Regions from separate parts of the Sus scrofa genome. Here all the other regions are linked to region 1. Evidence: chromatin contacts called from public HiChIP or PLAC-seq data. All regions are on one chromosome and are shown on one strand. Each heading gives the region's core, a stretch centred on a gene start, on an enhancer-like site or on the middle of the called end of the contact. The rest is flanking DNA. Distances are from core to core; before and after follow the strand shown. Region 1 holds the start of ATP5G2 (ATP synthase F(0) complex subunit C2, mitochondrial). Region 2 holds the start of MAP3K12 (mitogen-activated protein kinase kinase kinase 12). Region 3 overlaps ATF7 (cyclic AMP-dependent transcription factor ATF-7).

Evidence for each region. HiChIP or PLAC-seq counts read pairs in DNA pulled down with a chosen protein or histone mark.
Region 2: a contact with region 1 is called in an H3K27ac HiChIP or PLAC-seq map of alveolar macrophages. The contact joins the promoter of MAP3K12 here to the promoter of ATP5G2 in region 1. A contact is called at or near these places in 2 of 47 Hi-C or Micro-C datasets (liver and skeletal muscle) and 2 of 2 datasets of contacts at active chromatin or transcription factors (alveolar macrophages and skeletal muscle).
Region 3: an H3K27ac HiChIP or PLAC-seq map of alveolar macrophages shows a contact between it and region 1. The contact joins the enhancer-like site here to the promoter of ATP5G2 in region 1. A contact is called at or near these places in 1 of 5 promoter capture datasets (liver), 3 of 47 Hi-C or Micro-C datasets (epiblast stem cells, liver and undifferentiated spermatogonia) and 2 of 2 datasets of contacts at active chromatin or transcription factors (alveolar macrophages and skeletal muscle).

Annotation. Positions count from the first base shown.
Region 1 is chr5:18,877,296-18,882,460 of Sscrofa11.1, reverse strand. ATP5G2 (ATP synthase F(0) complex subunit C2, mitochondrial) reads left to right here and starts at 2,528. Exons shown (of 5, transcript XM_021091719.1): 1 at 2,528-5,165.
Region 2 is chr5:18,714,986-18,720,150 of Sscrofa11.1, reverse strand. It overlaps MAP3K12 (mitogen-activated protein kinase kinase kinase 12), which reads left to right and starts at 2,942. Exons shown (of 14, transcript XM_003126192.6): 1 at 2,942-3,328. TARBP2 (RISC-loading complex subunit TARBP2) reads right to left here and starts at 1,563. Exons shown (of 9, transcript XM_003126194.6): 1 at 1,212-1,563; 2 at 496-665. The coding sequence starts at 1,264.
Region 3 is chr5:18,736,557-18,741,721 of Sscrofa11.1, reverse strand. It overlaps ATF7 (cyclic AMP-dependent transcription factor ATF-7), which reads left to right. Exons shown (of 11, transcript XM_013987080.2): 9 at 2,550-2,747; 10 at 4,369-4,477. Among named protein-coding and RNA genes, the nearest start is that of NPFF, 14 kb to the right of the region's middle. Within about 2 kb of position 2,376, at least 11 of the 83 cell types and tissues checked have an H3K27ac peak or open chromatin away from gene starts, as enhancers often do. A contact at or near this core is called in alveolar macrophages, where this site is marked.

The DNA.
Region 1 (5,165 bases), core at 1,279-3,778:
AAAAAGCAAAAAAAAGCAAAACACACACACAGACACACACAAATCATAAATAAATAGAGGAGCACAAGACCCAAGAATAGTCCTTATCGGTAGTACAAAAATACCAGTTCAACTATACACACTGCCTGTTTATCAGAAAGAAAGAGAATCCTAGCAAGTTAATAATGAACTTAGGGATCACCTACTTCTGATTTTTCCAAATGAAGTCACTGAAGCTTTGAGAGATGTAGGAGCCTGCATTACTTGGCTAGTTACTAGCAGGGCTGGGACCAGATTCCCAGTCTCCTGCCTCCAAGACAGCTGTTCTTTCCATGCCCCACGCTGCCAACATGTGCATCTAGCAAAATGCATCATAAAGTAGCCTCATCTTAAGCCACTGGGAATGAAAAACAAATTATTCGAACCCTTCCTCTTCTCTCTGGCACTTTTTTTTCCCCTTTGTATTTCTGTGTCACAGTTTCTCTCGCTCTCTCTTTTTATCACTCTTCTGTTTCCCTCTTTAATCCCTCTCTGTGTTTGGGTTTCAAATTGAACGGTGGTACGCCTGCAGAATTCTCTTGACTTTTCTTCCTAAGCAATTGTGTTTCCAGTCCAAAGGCAAACATGCATAAAGCCCATCAAGACTCTGTCTTGGTGACCTTTGTGGAAAAGAACTCTCAGAATTTCTATATGAGAGGTGTTGGACCTCCCTCCTAGCCTATCCAGTCAATTAAAATGAGTCTCTAGCCCCTCGGAGGATTGTTAACCAATCCTAAGAAAGAAAAGATCAATCTCATTTTTTCGTCACCACCGTGCAGGGAGACTGCTACCCAGTCAGAATCCGCCACTCACAGTCATTAGAAGAACTGGCCAATCAGGCCAACCTTGCTACATGGTCTGGTAGGAAAAAAAAGGAAGTGATTGGAAAATATAGTTCTGGCTCCACACCCTTTCCTTCCTGGAGCCGTTTTCCATTAGTGAAGTAAAGAACAGACCCTTGCCCAAGCTCTTGGTTAAGAAGAGACCCTTAGATAATGTCCTCTTGGATCATCATATTCTGCTATCTTTAAATTCTCCCCTCCGCACAGACCTCAACTACATTTTGCAGTCTCACCCCTATCGATTTAACCTCTGGCTTCAGACCTGATAACAATAGCCCCCAGGATTCTTAGCCCTCCCCACAGATCTCCACCCACTAACCTGTTAAATAACTTATGTGTGATTTATGTAGGTGAAAAAATTCAGTAAGTGATAGTTGAGTCTCTCAGGAGATACCATTGCAAGGAGCTTGCAATAAAGTCTCTAGGGAGCAGAGCAGAACTGAGTTGCAATCCTCCCAAATATATTACTACTACTACTAACACCAAAATAACCATTATTATTACTATTACTAGCACTTATTTAAGCTCTTACTGAGTTCCAAGCACCTTGCTAAAAGTTTCACTTTTTTTTTTTTTGCCTTTTAGGGCAGCACGTGCAGCATAAGGAAGTTACCAGACTAGGGGTCAAATGGGAGTGCAGCTGCTGGCCACAGCCACAGCCACAGCCATGCATGATCCCAGCCAGTCTGCCACCTACACCGAAGCTCACTGCAATGCGGGATCCTGAACCTACTAAGCGAGGCCAGGGATCGAACCCACAGCCTCTTGGATACAAGTCAGGTTCTTTACTGCTGAGCCACAATGGGTACTCCCAGGCTTCACATATATTATTCTACTATTTGCTGCCCAGTAAGCACTATTATTATTCCCAGTTACATAAAGGAAAATCGATATAGTGGGGTTAAACCCATTGCCTGAGGTCACACAGATTTGGGAACCCAAATGTGTGGATCTAGAGCCCAGCATTGAATGGGGGTAATAGAGAATTCAACATTGCAGACTATGACAACTTATCCAAGGAGCCAGCTTTAGCTCCCTCAAGGGTGCCTTCTCCAATCCAACTTTGGGATAGTTAGAGATATCCGAGAAGGATCTACATTGTCTCAACAAACAGCTGCACCAACCGGTTAGTCGTGGAGTCTCAAGAACTGTAGACTTTTTGTCTCCGAGGTTGCGTGGCGCGGTGGGGGTGTCTGGGGACTTCAGAGGATATCCTTGCCTACCTGTCTTTCTTTTCTCCTCTAAGCATCTTACACTGTAGCCTGGCACCTCTTGGTACTTGGTAAATACCTGTTGCTATTTTCGTAAGGATCCCAGCTCCATTCCTCACCTCCCCCCGCCTCCATCCCCACCCCAAGTGAACACCTAGAACTGAAGGGCGATCTGGGCATTTCGGGGGAACCTGTGAGAATCCTCATCGAGCTGGGATCGTGGATTTGGGAAAGGCGGGAAATCGCCCACCCTCCTCTCCTCGCCCGCTTCTCCGATTTCTCTCCACTCCTTCCCCTCCCTTTCAGGAGCTCAGGGCCATAAAAATGCAGATGGAGGATCGGTGTGAAATAACGGGCCCATATAAATCCCTCTGCCGCCCGCCTGCAAGATGGATTGGCCGCATTGAAATTCCTCCGCGAGGATAATTAAACTCGGGGCCTCATCCGGGCAAAATTACATTCCTGTAATGGCGTCGCTCGGGGTCCCGGGAAATTGCTCCGTGGGCTTTCAGCGGCGGTTTTTATCGCCGGCCGGGGTGTGCCTGGCTGCGGCTCGCCTCTCCTCCGGGACCGTAAAGCTGCTGCCGTGATTTATCCTCCCCTTCTCCCAAATCCGATTAAATGGAGGAGCTCGGGGCCGGGGCGCCGCGGGGCCCGGGAGCCGGGAGGGGGCGGCGGGAAGGACGGGGCCAAGGAGGGGAGGACAAACGGCCCCTCAGAGGGTGGCGGATTTGGCTTTATTTACAGCCGCGGCTTTCTTTTTATTTTTTATTTTTTATGGGGGTTTGGTGAGCTTTCCCCGTCTTTCTCGTGCTGCGTTCAAGCACGATGTCTGGACGGCCGGGGTTGGGCATGGGGGGAAATGGGTAGGCCTTGCTGATCTCCCCCCAAAGGGGCCGGTCAGACCCTGTCGGGGAGACAGGAAAACCCAGAAGAGGTGAGGGCCGGGAAGCCCATACTTCCTACCATCGGGGAAAGGACAAGCGAAAGGGCACGAGGGAGAAGCCGAAAGGCTTTCTTGAGAGCACCTCCTGGGGGCACTGCTTATCTCATCTCGCGTAGATGAAGCCTGGGCAGAGGCACAGCCATGCCTGGGGTGACCCTTGCAATCTCACTGCAGGTCACTGGTGCCCGTTACTCTTTGACTGTTGCAGGACTCAGGAAAGAAGGTTTAAGATCAGGGCGCTTGAGTCCTAATCACCTTTAGCCCCTATTTTCTGGTTCGCAGATGCTGGCTTTCTAATAGCTGATCACTGAAAAAAGAAAGAGGGAAATAAAGGCGAAGCCACTAGAAGCAGCTGGAACATTTTGTGGACTCCTTGCCCCTTGAACGGGTTTTCCATCCATAAAGCCAGGGTCCCAACGACCGAAGGCAGGAATCCTGTGACTTTATTTTCTTCCTGCCACATTTTAGACACTGAACCTCGGTCTCCATTGTGTGCTATTTAATACTGACATTCTGGGTAGGTTTTTTTTGGGGGGGTTGGTTTTTTGCAATGTAACTGCGCATGCTCAGAAAGGGGAAGCCAGTCCAAGATCCCTAACGCCGTGCAGAACAAACCGCAGGCCACGTTGCGGATCCGCTTACAGCTGCCCTCATTTCTGCACTCGCTGGTCTCCGCATGCAGTTTCTCCTTTCAAACGCCAGGTGGAGTGGTTGGCCGGATGCCTCAACAGAGCTGGCAGGCGGCGCTGTGGCACCTGGGCCGACCCTCAACGTTGCTATCACTCTATCCTTGGTGGAGCGACTCGTTAGTCCAGGCCGCACATGCGCCGAGGCTTCCTTTCGCTATCCCCGCCCCCTCCCCGCCCCTCTCTGTCTTCTCTGCCCTGGGAGCAGGTAAGGCCTTGGGCCCTCGTTCCCGCGTTGCGCCGCGCACGCGCGTGGGCTTCCCCCCCTTGCGCGGATGCTCTGAGGCCCTTACCCTTGCATGCTCCCGCCCCGGCCCTCATGCCCTCCCTTGCCGCCGGTATCCCCGCGCCTTGGGACGGCCCCTTCCGCGTGCCGGTGACCTCCAACCGCGCGGGCCTGGCGCCATCTTGGACGTCTCGTGGCTGGGGCGGGGGGAGGGCGCCTCTTCGGAGCTGGCGAAAGTCGGAGCCGCAGTGCGCCTTTCACCTGACCGGGCTCATCTTTTCAAACCCTCTTTTCTTTCCCTCGTGCCCTTTCAGAGCTGTCACAACGCCCGGACTCTCCTTATCTTTGCTTTTTTTCTTATCCTCAATCGTGCCTTCCTAATCCTGTAACCTCCAGATTTTGGTCCCCTGAACTCAGGTGCCGAGCAATGGAAATAGTGGCTCGGCTAGAGCCACCAGTCCTTTTAGTCAACACCCCTCAATTTAAAACGTAAGCTGTGGAAACGGTAGAAAGGAATAGAACAGCCAAGACATTCCCTCCCTTCAGGCTGTGTCCCGGGAGAGCTGTGGCAGGACAGAGAGCCTGGTTTCTTTGGCACCAGTGGTTATCTCCCAGTCCTGTTCTCGTCCTTCCACCGCGGTGAAGATGGGAAAAACATATGAGTCGTGGGCTAATAGGTTTTCCGTTAGAGGCAGCAGGCCCAAAATGGTGCGGTGGGGCCAGCATGGGATAGTATCCACCTGCCAGCTTTCCTGTCCAAGGGTTTACTCAGAGTCCCAAGATTCTGTCCTCAAGAGGAAAAAAAGATTGCGAGAAACGATTAAGTCACCTTCCCTGTAACCCCCTGTCTGATCGACACTGGGGAAGAAACCCATCGTGGTTTAGACCTCTGAATCTGGGTAGTGCCTTTGCCCAAAGTGTTACTGGTTAACAAGTGCAGACTTGGCTAAGGTTGGGTCGTCGGTAGCTGGATCTCTGGTTCATGCAACCTCCTTCAGCTCCACATCAAGCTCTTTTCAAATGTTATTCCAGTTAATTCCCCTAGGAACTACGTTTTTCAAATGATTATTAAGGTTTTGCTGCCTTGGGAAAAAACAGTCCTCCTTTATTTTTTTTAACTAATTATTTTTGGCTGCACATATGGAAGTTCCCAGGCCAAGGACTGAATCTGAGCCACAGCTGCAACCTACTCTGCAGTTGCAGCAGTGCCAGCTCCTTAACCCAGTGTGCCACAAC
Region 2 (5,165 bases), core at 1,693-4,192, 160 kb after region 1:
AAAAATAGAAAGTGTAGGCTCTACAGTCAAAGCCTGGCTCTGCCACCTACCAGGCACCTGACCTTGCGCCAGCTATTGAATCTGAGCCTGGATTTCCTTCAACATGAGGCTACTACCACCTACATCACTAGATTCGACTGAGATTTGAGATTAAGTAGGAATTTGGTTAAATACCTGGAACAGAGTCCAGAATAGCGGGCACTCACTCCCCAAATACTTCAATGAGATTTCGGTTTATCTCTTCTCATTTTTTTCCTCTAGGATGGTGACAATCTGCCAGAGCACCTGTGGCAGTCCTGCTTGTTCCTCTAATTCTCCCAAATCCTACCCACCTCACAGACCTGTGCTCCCACTCCAGTGACTCCCCCCCCCCTCCTGAAATCTCTCCTTCCCTCACTGGTCTTGGAGAAAAGGGCTTTAAAAAGACTCCAAGCAATAAAGCCAATGGGGCCCTGTGAATGCACACCCCAGCCAGGCTGCCCAAGCCTTCCTCACCAGTGCAGCTGGTGTCGCCAACGGTGACCCGGAAGGTGAAATTAGGCTGGTGGGCTTGGCCCTCGGCTTTGAGAAGGTCGTACACGGGCGTCTTCCCTATTCTGGTCCCATACTCCTGCAGAAGGCTGATCGGGGTCTTGCCCGGGTTGGCTGCCAGCATTTGCTCTATACTGGGGGGAGGGGCACAGACCCTCATCACACCTCCCCTCTCTGCACCCACCTGGCCAAGCACTGCCATATCAGACCCAGGCTCGCTATGGGGGACATAGGGTCCAGAGGACCTCAAGAAGCCATTGGCTGGGTTCAATGTGGAATAGAGGTGCAGGCTGGTAAAGCAGGGTCCACTGCCCCAGGGCAAGCGCAAAGCACTGTTCCTGTCTCAGTTAAGGTGGGGGAATCCTGTACCCCAGTGCAGGTTGAAAGTGCATGTCCCCTGACACAGTGCAGGCCAGGAACCCAGTACCCACCAAATGCACTGAATGTCGGGGGCATAAAGCCCATTGCCCCAGTGCAGTCTGGGAACCAGGCCAATCCCAAACTAGCTAAAGCCGGAGGCAGTGGCCACTGCCGGGGTGCATGCCGGGAACCACGGTCCACTACCCCAGTGCTTGCCGGGAACAACCCGCAGACCAGGTGCATGCTGGGGCCCGCGCCGCTACTCCCTCCGCACCACGCCACGTTCCGCGCCCTACGGGCTTTGGTACCAGGCGGCTCACCTGGGCAGCCCGCAGCCCGTGGTAGTGCCGGAGCCCTGCTCCTCTTCACTCATTCCCTCCTCCGTCCCCGCGGGCGCCACCGTGACTGTAGCCTCCACGCGCCCCAACACACCGCCGACGAGCTAGGGCCGGGGCCAAGCCCCGAGTCGCGGCCGGTCGGGCCCACCGCGGGGCATGCTGGGATATGCAGTCCCCCTCCCACCCGACTCTATGAGTCTTCATCAGGAGGACAGCTATCCGCCCCACAACTCTCCGCGTGGTCCGCCCAGGCTGGCAGCACCGCCTTCTGGGAGGAGCGGACCCCTCCACTATTGCTTCCCAAGCCGAGGATGTGTTTTTGGTTTGGGGGTTGGTTCGTTTGCTTGTTTTTATTATCGCCCCGCCTCCTTCCCTCCGCGTAGCCTCTCCCCAGGGCTGGGGCTCTGGGCGTGCGTACTAGCCGATTGGCAGCGGCTGGGGGACGGCGCCGTAAGGGCGAACTCGAGCTAGAAGGCCTCCGGATCCCAAGAAAACTACAGAACCCAGGAGCTCGCGCGCGTCATCTTTGTCGCAACTAGAGGGGCAGGGTCAAATATTCACGAAAAGCTTTGCAGCACAATTGGTTATTCCCGAATGGACCTACTTGCTCTAGGTGGATTGCAATTGGTTATTTCACCTAGAGAGGCGGGGACAAGAGAAGGCTCAGCCCCTTTGACTCCGCCTCTTTCTTGAGAAAAGGTTGTGATTGGCCCAGGGGTGATGCTGCTGTCGGTTCCTGGCTGTTTGCGGTCTGGGAGGGTGGGTCCTGCCTGCACGCGGGAGGGGACTATTCTCTGCCCCTCAGAGCGCCAGGCCAGTCAGTTTTAAGTCCAAGTTCATCTCTGTCTCAGTTTCCACTCAGCCTCTGACCTAAACCCTGGCTCTCGGGCCTTCGTCTCACAGAAACGACTACTTTTTCCTAGGTTGTCCTTCACTTCCCTTACCCTTAATTTTGCCCTGCAGCCGGTCGGTTTCCGCTTCTTTTCTAAAGCCTCTTTAGAATGGCTCTAGTGAACTTTTCTGTAGCTGGTTCCCCTACACCAGGAGACCCCCCTATGGAGCCTGAGAATCAGGCTATAATGGGACGACAGGATTAGAAGGACTAAGGCACATGGTGATCTCATTCCCTCTGCCTTGCGTCTTGTGTCTCTCAGCTAAAGAGAGAGCAAGAGAGGATTCTGGCCTGTTAAGACTAATTGACTAATGTGTGTGCAGAGCAGAAGGCGGATGTTGAGGTCCCGAGCTTCATTCCCTCCTCGCCGAAGTCTCACAGCCACTGGCCTGAAAGATTGTAGGGAGAATCTTGTGACCTTGGAGAAAGAGATCACGAAAAAATGTCTGAATCTAATGAGTGTTCTGAGAATGGGTCAGGGAAAAGCAAGTCCCCGCACCGACGGACTTGCTCGGTGCGGGGATGATGGTCCAGAGAAATCTTGGAGTAATAATGAGGGGTTATCCAGGAACACTAGCAGGGAACGGGGATTGAGCTGAATGGATCCCAGGTGGGTGAAACTGGAGTGGTGACAGGGGAAAGAAGGCTGTCAAGATCAACATGACGGGGGGAGCGATGCTAGAGCGCTGGGGTAGTCCCATCTGAGGGGCTCTTGTCTCAGGGTATAGCAGGGAGCTTAGAAGATCGCTCATAGGGGGCGCCTACGGAATCGGTTAAAGGCCGGAGGTGGGACCGCCCCAGGTCACCGCCAGCAGGAAGGTGCGGGGCCCAGACCGGCCAGAGACGAGCCTGGAGCGCGCCGGATGGCAGCAGCGGGCTCCTTTAAGAGGCCGGCGGCTCCAGCGCAGCATCCCCCGCTCAGGGCGTGTCCGTCCCGGGGGGCCGGGGGCGGGGGCCTTGGAAGGAGCAGGAGTTCAAGCCGAGTGAGGACAGGGCTTGGGGTCGGGGGGTGGGGGAAGAAAGCTGAAGCTGACATCCCGCGCTCCCGGACACCGCACGAGCATCGCCTGTGACAGCGCCCCTGGTCCGGTTGAGGGCAGCGGGGGGAGGAGGGAAGGAGGAGGAAAAGGAGGAGGAGGCGGGAGCAGCATCCGGAGCCGAGCTGCAGCAGCGCCGCCTTTTGTGCTGCGGCCGCGGAGCCCCCGAGGTGAGAGCCGGGCCGAGTTGTGGAGGGTTGGGGGTAGGGATAGGTCCGAGACCCGGGACCTGGGTGCCGAGGGAGGGTCGGGATGCAGATGTGGCGGGGTGTGGGGAGGGTGGCGCAGGGATGCTGAGACTGTGAGGATGGAGGAACTGGGGACCTGGACCCGACGCCTGTGGGGATGGGAAGGAGGGGAACCAAGCAGAGGGATGCCGCGGCCCAGCTTGGAGGCTAAGGGCCTCCAGAGCTGAAAAGGAGTGTATGGGTGGGGGTGGGGGGATGATTGGGGAACAGACTTAAAGGACAGGGGGAAAGAGAGCGTCCTCCTCTCCTCCCACTCAACCTCAAGAAGGGGGGGGGAGAGAAGGAGGAAGAGTTTGGGCCCCTCAGGAAAGGGAAGGATGGACAAGGCCTCATGTGCCCCCCATCCAACTCCCTGCCCCCCACACTTAGCAGGCTGCACCTGAGGATTATAGGCAGTGAGCACCTGTTCCTGGATGCCCAGGTGATGGTCATCCTCCCCTCCCCCATTCTTATGTGGTTTTTCTGCCTCCCCTAACCCATGTCCCTGGACCAGCCCTTTCACGAGCCTCCTCCCTTTTCCCTACACTCTGATCAAACTCCTTGGTTTAAAAATAAGCAAGAATCCTTTGCACAGAGTTAAAACTCCTGGGAACCATGGCCTTGGCTGAGGGGAGGGAAAAGAAAGGGCCAGAGGCTCTACAGACAGTGGAAGGAAATAATGGGGAGTCCCTTAGAATTGAGGGAAGAGTCCCATCTTTGAGCTCCATTACCTGCTCCCTTCTGGAAGGAGCAGGGGTCAGGGGTCCTCAGCCAGGTGGAGGCGCACCCAGGGTCTCTCTCCCACCAGGGTTCTCTCCCATTACACCCTGTGGGTCTCTCTAAATACCATTTTCCTTCCAACTCAGAGGATGGATTCCATGGCTCTGGGAGCTCTCATTTTTTCAGCCAGAGGGTCACCCCAAGGGAAGGGGAGTCGGGGGCAGTCAGGAAGGGCCTGAGTGCACCCTGGCTCTTCCTGTCCACATGCTGAAGTTCCTCTCAGCTTTAGGGCCTGCTCTCCCCTATCTAATACTTAAGGATGGGAAAAAACTTCTGCCTGCTCCAGGCTGCCACCCATCCATTCACCGCGGGGACCCAGGTGATGCTGGGAAAACCAACACCAGCACAAGTGAAAATGCGTAACATCCACCCCTAATTCAACCCAGTTATGGGCAGGGGAGGCAAGAAGTTTAAGCAGGAAGTGGCTCAGGACTTCCTGGGTGTCCTTACAGCTGAGGATGGCAGAAACCCTCTAAAAACCTTTTGCTGTTTCCCAGTCCTTCCCCTAGAGGTGATGATGTGCTAGCCTGGCTTTGCCAGGAAGAGGACCCTAAATTCTAGTACCCACCGCTCTGGACTTGCCCAGTGGCTTGTTACGTGTAGTCCCACCTCACCCTGCTGGGCTGGGAGAAAGAAGGAACTAGGGAATCAACCCTGCCAGGAGTCCTTATTGGGGCAGAAGGAAGATACTGTGGAGATGACACCAGCAGGGGACATGGGAGCTTCACCAGGCGGTGGCCACAGACACGGGTCTTTCTGCTTCCTTTGCTCCCAGAAGAACTATGGGCATCTGCGTGTTGGGGGAAGGCGATGAGAAGGCAGGGGTGCTATTCTCGAGAGGACTAAGGCTCCTCTAGGATAAAGAGCTCTTTTCTTGGTTCCTTCTTCACTCTCCTTTTTAATCCCGTGTGTTTGTCCAACTCCCTTTCCACCTGTACCATCCCAGCTGCCTCTTGCTTGGTGTAAGCCAAGGAGGCTGCCTCGCTTTGTGGAGAGGAAA
Region 3 (5,165 bases), core at 1,127-3,626, 140 kb after region 1:
TGTGGTGTAGGTTGCAGACGCGGCTCGGATCCCGCGTTGCTGTGGCTCTGGCGTAGGCCGGTGGCTACAGCTCTGATTCAACCCCTAGCCTGGGAATCTCCATATGCCTCGGGAGCGGCCCAAGAAATAGCAACAACAACAACAACAAAAGACAAAAAAAAAAAAAAAAAAGACAAAAGACAAAAAAAAAAAAAACAATATATTGGAGTTCCCATCATGGCTCAGTGGAAACGAATCTGACTAGCATCCACTAGGACGCAGGTTCAATCCCTGGACTCGCTCAGTGGGTTAAGGATCCGGCATTGCCATGAGCTGTAGGTCATAGACATGGCTCAGATCTGGCTGTGGTGTAGGCCAGCAGCTACAGCTCTGATTCAACCCCTAGCCTGGGAACCTCCAATATGCCACAAATACGGCCCTAAAAAGCAAAAAAACAAAAACATATATATACACACACACACACACACATTTTAATAAAATGTGATGTCACAGTATGAACAATAGCTCAGTAAACAAATACACACCCAAAAAAAAGCTTTTTTCCTTATCAACTTAATCTCTTTTTCTCAGGAGAAATTAAAGTCTTAAAAAAAGCCAGAGGTATCCCATTTAGAAGTCCAATTCTTTTTTCAAGGAGGTCTCAGTTTAGTAAAAGTTTCTTTGAAAGCTGAATAGGACTCAGCTTTCATATTGTCTGTACTGGTTAGGTGACAACCACCTGAAATCAGTTTCTCGAGTTGCATCTTTTACCCATTCCCTTTTCCTGATGTCACCACCTGCTTCATCAGTTACTACCACATGTCCTAACATTTAATGACCATATGCTGCCTGAAACCTTGGCCAACAACAAAAGCTTTCATTTGAGTTTTCTTGTTGGAAGCTAAGCCTGCACACCCTCCTGTAACCCCTTCTGATGCCAGTCCCTGGAAATGGTAAAGCAGTAGCTCCCTTGCTCAAGTTATGCTGCTTTCCCTCTTGAGGAAATGACAGGACTTCTTTTTTAGTCACAGCTAATGCCTTTCCTTCTCATTCTTCCTGTCTTTCTCTTGGCCTATTCTTCCATCTCCATTCTCTGCATGTGTTATTGTGTTGCCTATGAGAGAAGAGGAACTTGTCATTTACATGTATTCCAGTTGGCTCAGGACAAAGAGCAAATTGAAAATCACAAGAGAATTTGTGTAAACTTCCCTTAGTACAATGAGAAGCAGTGACCCAAGGCCTCTAGCTCATTAAATTGAGTTTGAAATTTCCTCTCCATTTTTTTTCTTTTGGGAGAGAGCATATTAATCTGAATAAATAAAATCATCTCTTCATTATCCATATAATGGAGAACACGGTTCAGTAGGGCCTAAAGTAGAATATAAGATTCTATTATAAGCTTATGCTTAGTCTCATGAAACTGATGTGAGTTCTGGCATTTGGGAACTGCCCGTGTAGATGTTCCCTAATAGCAACAGATTTAGAAAGAACTTATTTTTGGCGTTGTTGTACATTATATGGTTTCTTTTATACAGATGGTTGACCTTTCTGTATTTTAATTTTGGCCGCTGTTATAAAATTGGACTGTCTTCTTTGAATACATACCAGCTAAAAGAAACGGAAGAGGATTCAGAACTGCTTTAGAGACAAGAGACATCAGCTTGAAGTTTAGAAACAAAAGACAGTCCTTTATGGCCAGTTTGTAACGAGATTAAAACACACTCGTTTTCTCTTTAAAAACAAACAGAGCAGGAGTGCCTGTTGTGGTTCAGCAGAAACGAATCCTGCTGGTATCCATGAAGACGCAGTTTCGATCCCTGACCTCGCTCAGTAGGTTAAGGATCTGGTGTTGCCGTGAGCTGCGGTGTAGGTTGCAGGCACAGCTTAGATCTGGCATTGCTGTGGCAGTGGTATACACCAGCAGCTGTAGCTCCGACTTGACCCCTAGGCTGGGAACCTCCATATGCCACGGCTGCGGCCCTAAAAAGACAAAAAAATATAAAAACAAACAGAGCAAACAAGACAGGGAAGGGGGCATTTCTGAGGATGATTAATAACTAATTGTAAATAAAATATTCTAGTCCATATGTCTTCATGATAGTTCATATCACTGATAGTAAAATCATTTCTCCTTTTCTAAAACTTGTAGTTGCTTTGTATGTATTGCTTGTCCAAATCACTGATTCTCCAGTTTTTTATTCCACAGTCTCCCTAAAAGTTCCCCTGGCACCTCCCTTGATTATGATTTCCCTACCTACAAGATTTCCTGTTAAGAAACAAAAAGTGATCCTAGTTTCATTTTTGTCTGTCTGTCTCAGAAATAATCAGAGTTTCCAACTGAACTGTGGTTTGTCTAAGTATGGAACTGAGAAGACTGAAAGGAAATGGGAGGCAGAATGAGGAACTACTACAAAAGAGAAGCTAAGGGACATAGTGATGAGACTTGCTGTGGTTACAGAGACTGGTACATCCCTTTACCAGATCTTTACCAGATCTTCCTAATCTAACGTCAGGTTTAATTTGGAAAGGACTGACGTTCCCTTCAAGTAACTCTTCCTTCTGGGCCACAGGTCTCACCAGCCCAGCCCACTCCTAGTACTGGAGGGCGGCGGCGGCGCACAGTGGATGAAGATCCGGATGAGCGGCGGCAGCGCTTTCTGGAACGCAACCGGGCCGCAGCCTCCCGCTGCCGTCAAAAGCGGAAGCTCTGGGTGTCCTCCCTAGAGAAGAAGGCAGAGGAACTCACTTCTCAGAACATTCAGCTGAGTGTAAGTGGGTCCTGGGTGATTGTTGAATCTGGAAAGTGAGTTTGAATCAGGAAAGTGGGACAATATAATAGAAGATGGTAGTTCTTTAACTGAAGACAAATCTGAGTAGGTTAAGGATCTAGTGTTGTCACTACAGCGGCTTTGGTCGCTGCTGTGGTATGGGTTTGATCCCTGGCCCAAGAACTTCCACATGCCAGGGTGTGGCAAAAAAAAAAAAAAATTAATTAATTAATTAATTAATTAATTAATTAAGACAGATCCAGAGACTATGCCAGGAAGAATGCAGAAAGACTCTCTCAACAGTCAGAGTTGAAATCTCTTCCCCAAGGGCTAGAAAGGACACTCACCATCTACTCCCAAATCTGTTACTAGGATGAGTCATCCATAGACCCGATTGGATAAAGGGAATTAGATTAAGTGCCCCAGGTGCTCTTTTAAGTTGTCAGTAGAATCTGATTGGGGTAGTGGAACACCCAAAGGGAAAAATGTATTTGCCCCAGATAATGCAGCTTAATAAAAGAAAGGAAAAGCCTCACAAGCAAAAATAGAACAGTTATAATCCAGATATTTTTCTGAAAACTATTTTCCCCTCTTCTGATTAGTTATTAAAAGATTTCATTATTCATTACAAAGGTAATATTTTTATTTTTTATTTTTTTAAAGGTAATGTTTTTGTATGTAAATATATATGATAGACATTCACACACACAACTATAGAATAAAAATAAAGTCCCTCCTCTGTATTCCTTTCCCAGTCTCATTCTCTTCTGATAGATGAGTTTGATGTGTACCTACCAAACATACATGTATTTCTATTTTGTTTCCATTTATAGTTTTTTTTGGGGGGGAGACTGTGCATCTGTTTTAACGTAAAAACAGTTATCTTCTGGACATCTAGCCATAGGTACAGAGGACCTACTTTTTTTTTCTGTTTTTTGTCATTTTAGGGCCACACGCACAGCATATGGAGGTTCCCAGGCTAGGGGTCTAATTGGAGCTGTAGACACCAGCCTACACCACAGCCACAGCAATGCCAGATCCAAGCCGAGTCTGCAGCCTGTACCACAGCTCTCGGCAATGCCAGAGCCTTAACCCACTGAGCAAGGCCAGGGATCGAACCTGCAACGTCATGGTTCCTAGTCGGATTCGTTTCCACTGCGCCACGAAGGGAACTCCCCTACTTCATTTTTTAAAATAGCTGTATAGTAGTAACATTGTATTATGTAGTTATATTATAAGGTATGGATAGTTCTAATGTTTTGCCAGAACAGCACTGCTGCAGTGTACATTATATACAGTTGAGTAGATAGCTTTGTTAAATAGATTCCTGCAGCTAGACTTTCTTAGTCAAAGGACATGTGCATTATTAATTTCGGCATAATCACATTTATCCTAAATAGTAATTTTTCTATTTTATATCCCTGCTATCACTGTAAGCAGATACTGTCATTGAATTTCTGGCTGTAGAGGCCCTGGGCTATCTGAAGCCTTGCTGGATTTTTCCCAGATTCAAGGGAGAAAAATCTAGGCAACATTCTGTCCTCACTTTAGGAATAGCCAGTAGGGGTTCAAGAGCAGAGCATGAATTTTCTTGATATTCTTTTCTTCCCTCCCTCTTCAGAATGAAGTCACGTTACTACGCAATGAGGTGGCTCAGTTGAAACAGCTACTGTTAGCTCATAAAGACTGCCCAGTCACGGCACTACAGAAAAAGACCCAAGGCTATTTAGGTGAGTAGCTCCCAACCTAAGCAGAGTCAGTCAGTAGACTCCTATAATGAGTATCTCAACTGCTTATTATTTTATAACCCTATTCTGACTGTTCTGGGGAGTCCAGACTGATGGGTGGGCTGCTTTTGCGGAACAACCAATCTTACTAAAAATTTTTTTGAGAACAGGGTAGTTGCCCTAATCATCTGTCGTAGTTGGAGATAAAGGGCAGCAGTATATCTACTGGCTGCCTATTTTGTGTGAGACACTCAACCATTTTCCCAGTTCTCTCATGAAATAGATATTACCTCATTTATACACAAGAAAACTGCACTCAGATTAGTCAGCCTGAAGTTAGACAGTTGGTAAAGTAGCAGAGCCAAGATTCAGAACCAGCTCTTCGTTATTCCAGAGCTTCTCTCTTGGCCTCAGGAAGCTACAACAGCAGATGATACATTGGGGTCTGTTCAGTATCAAAATTTGGAGGTGTATTCTATCTTTCTAGTGATGAGCTGATGACAGTTTCAGTTTGTAATCCATGCACACACATAATATAGAGCTAGAAAGAGCTGGTCACAGAGTCATGCTCAGGCTAAGCACAATCCTGAAATTAAAATTACTGTGAATAACTTGCTTATTGACAGGAAGAGCTAATAAATCATTTTCCCTTACAAATTAAAGAATTCATCTAAATGTTGGCTATCAAATT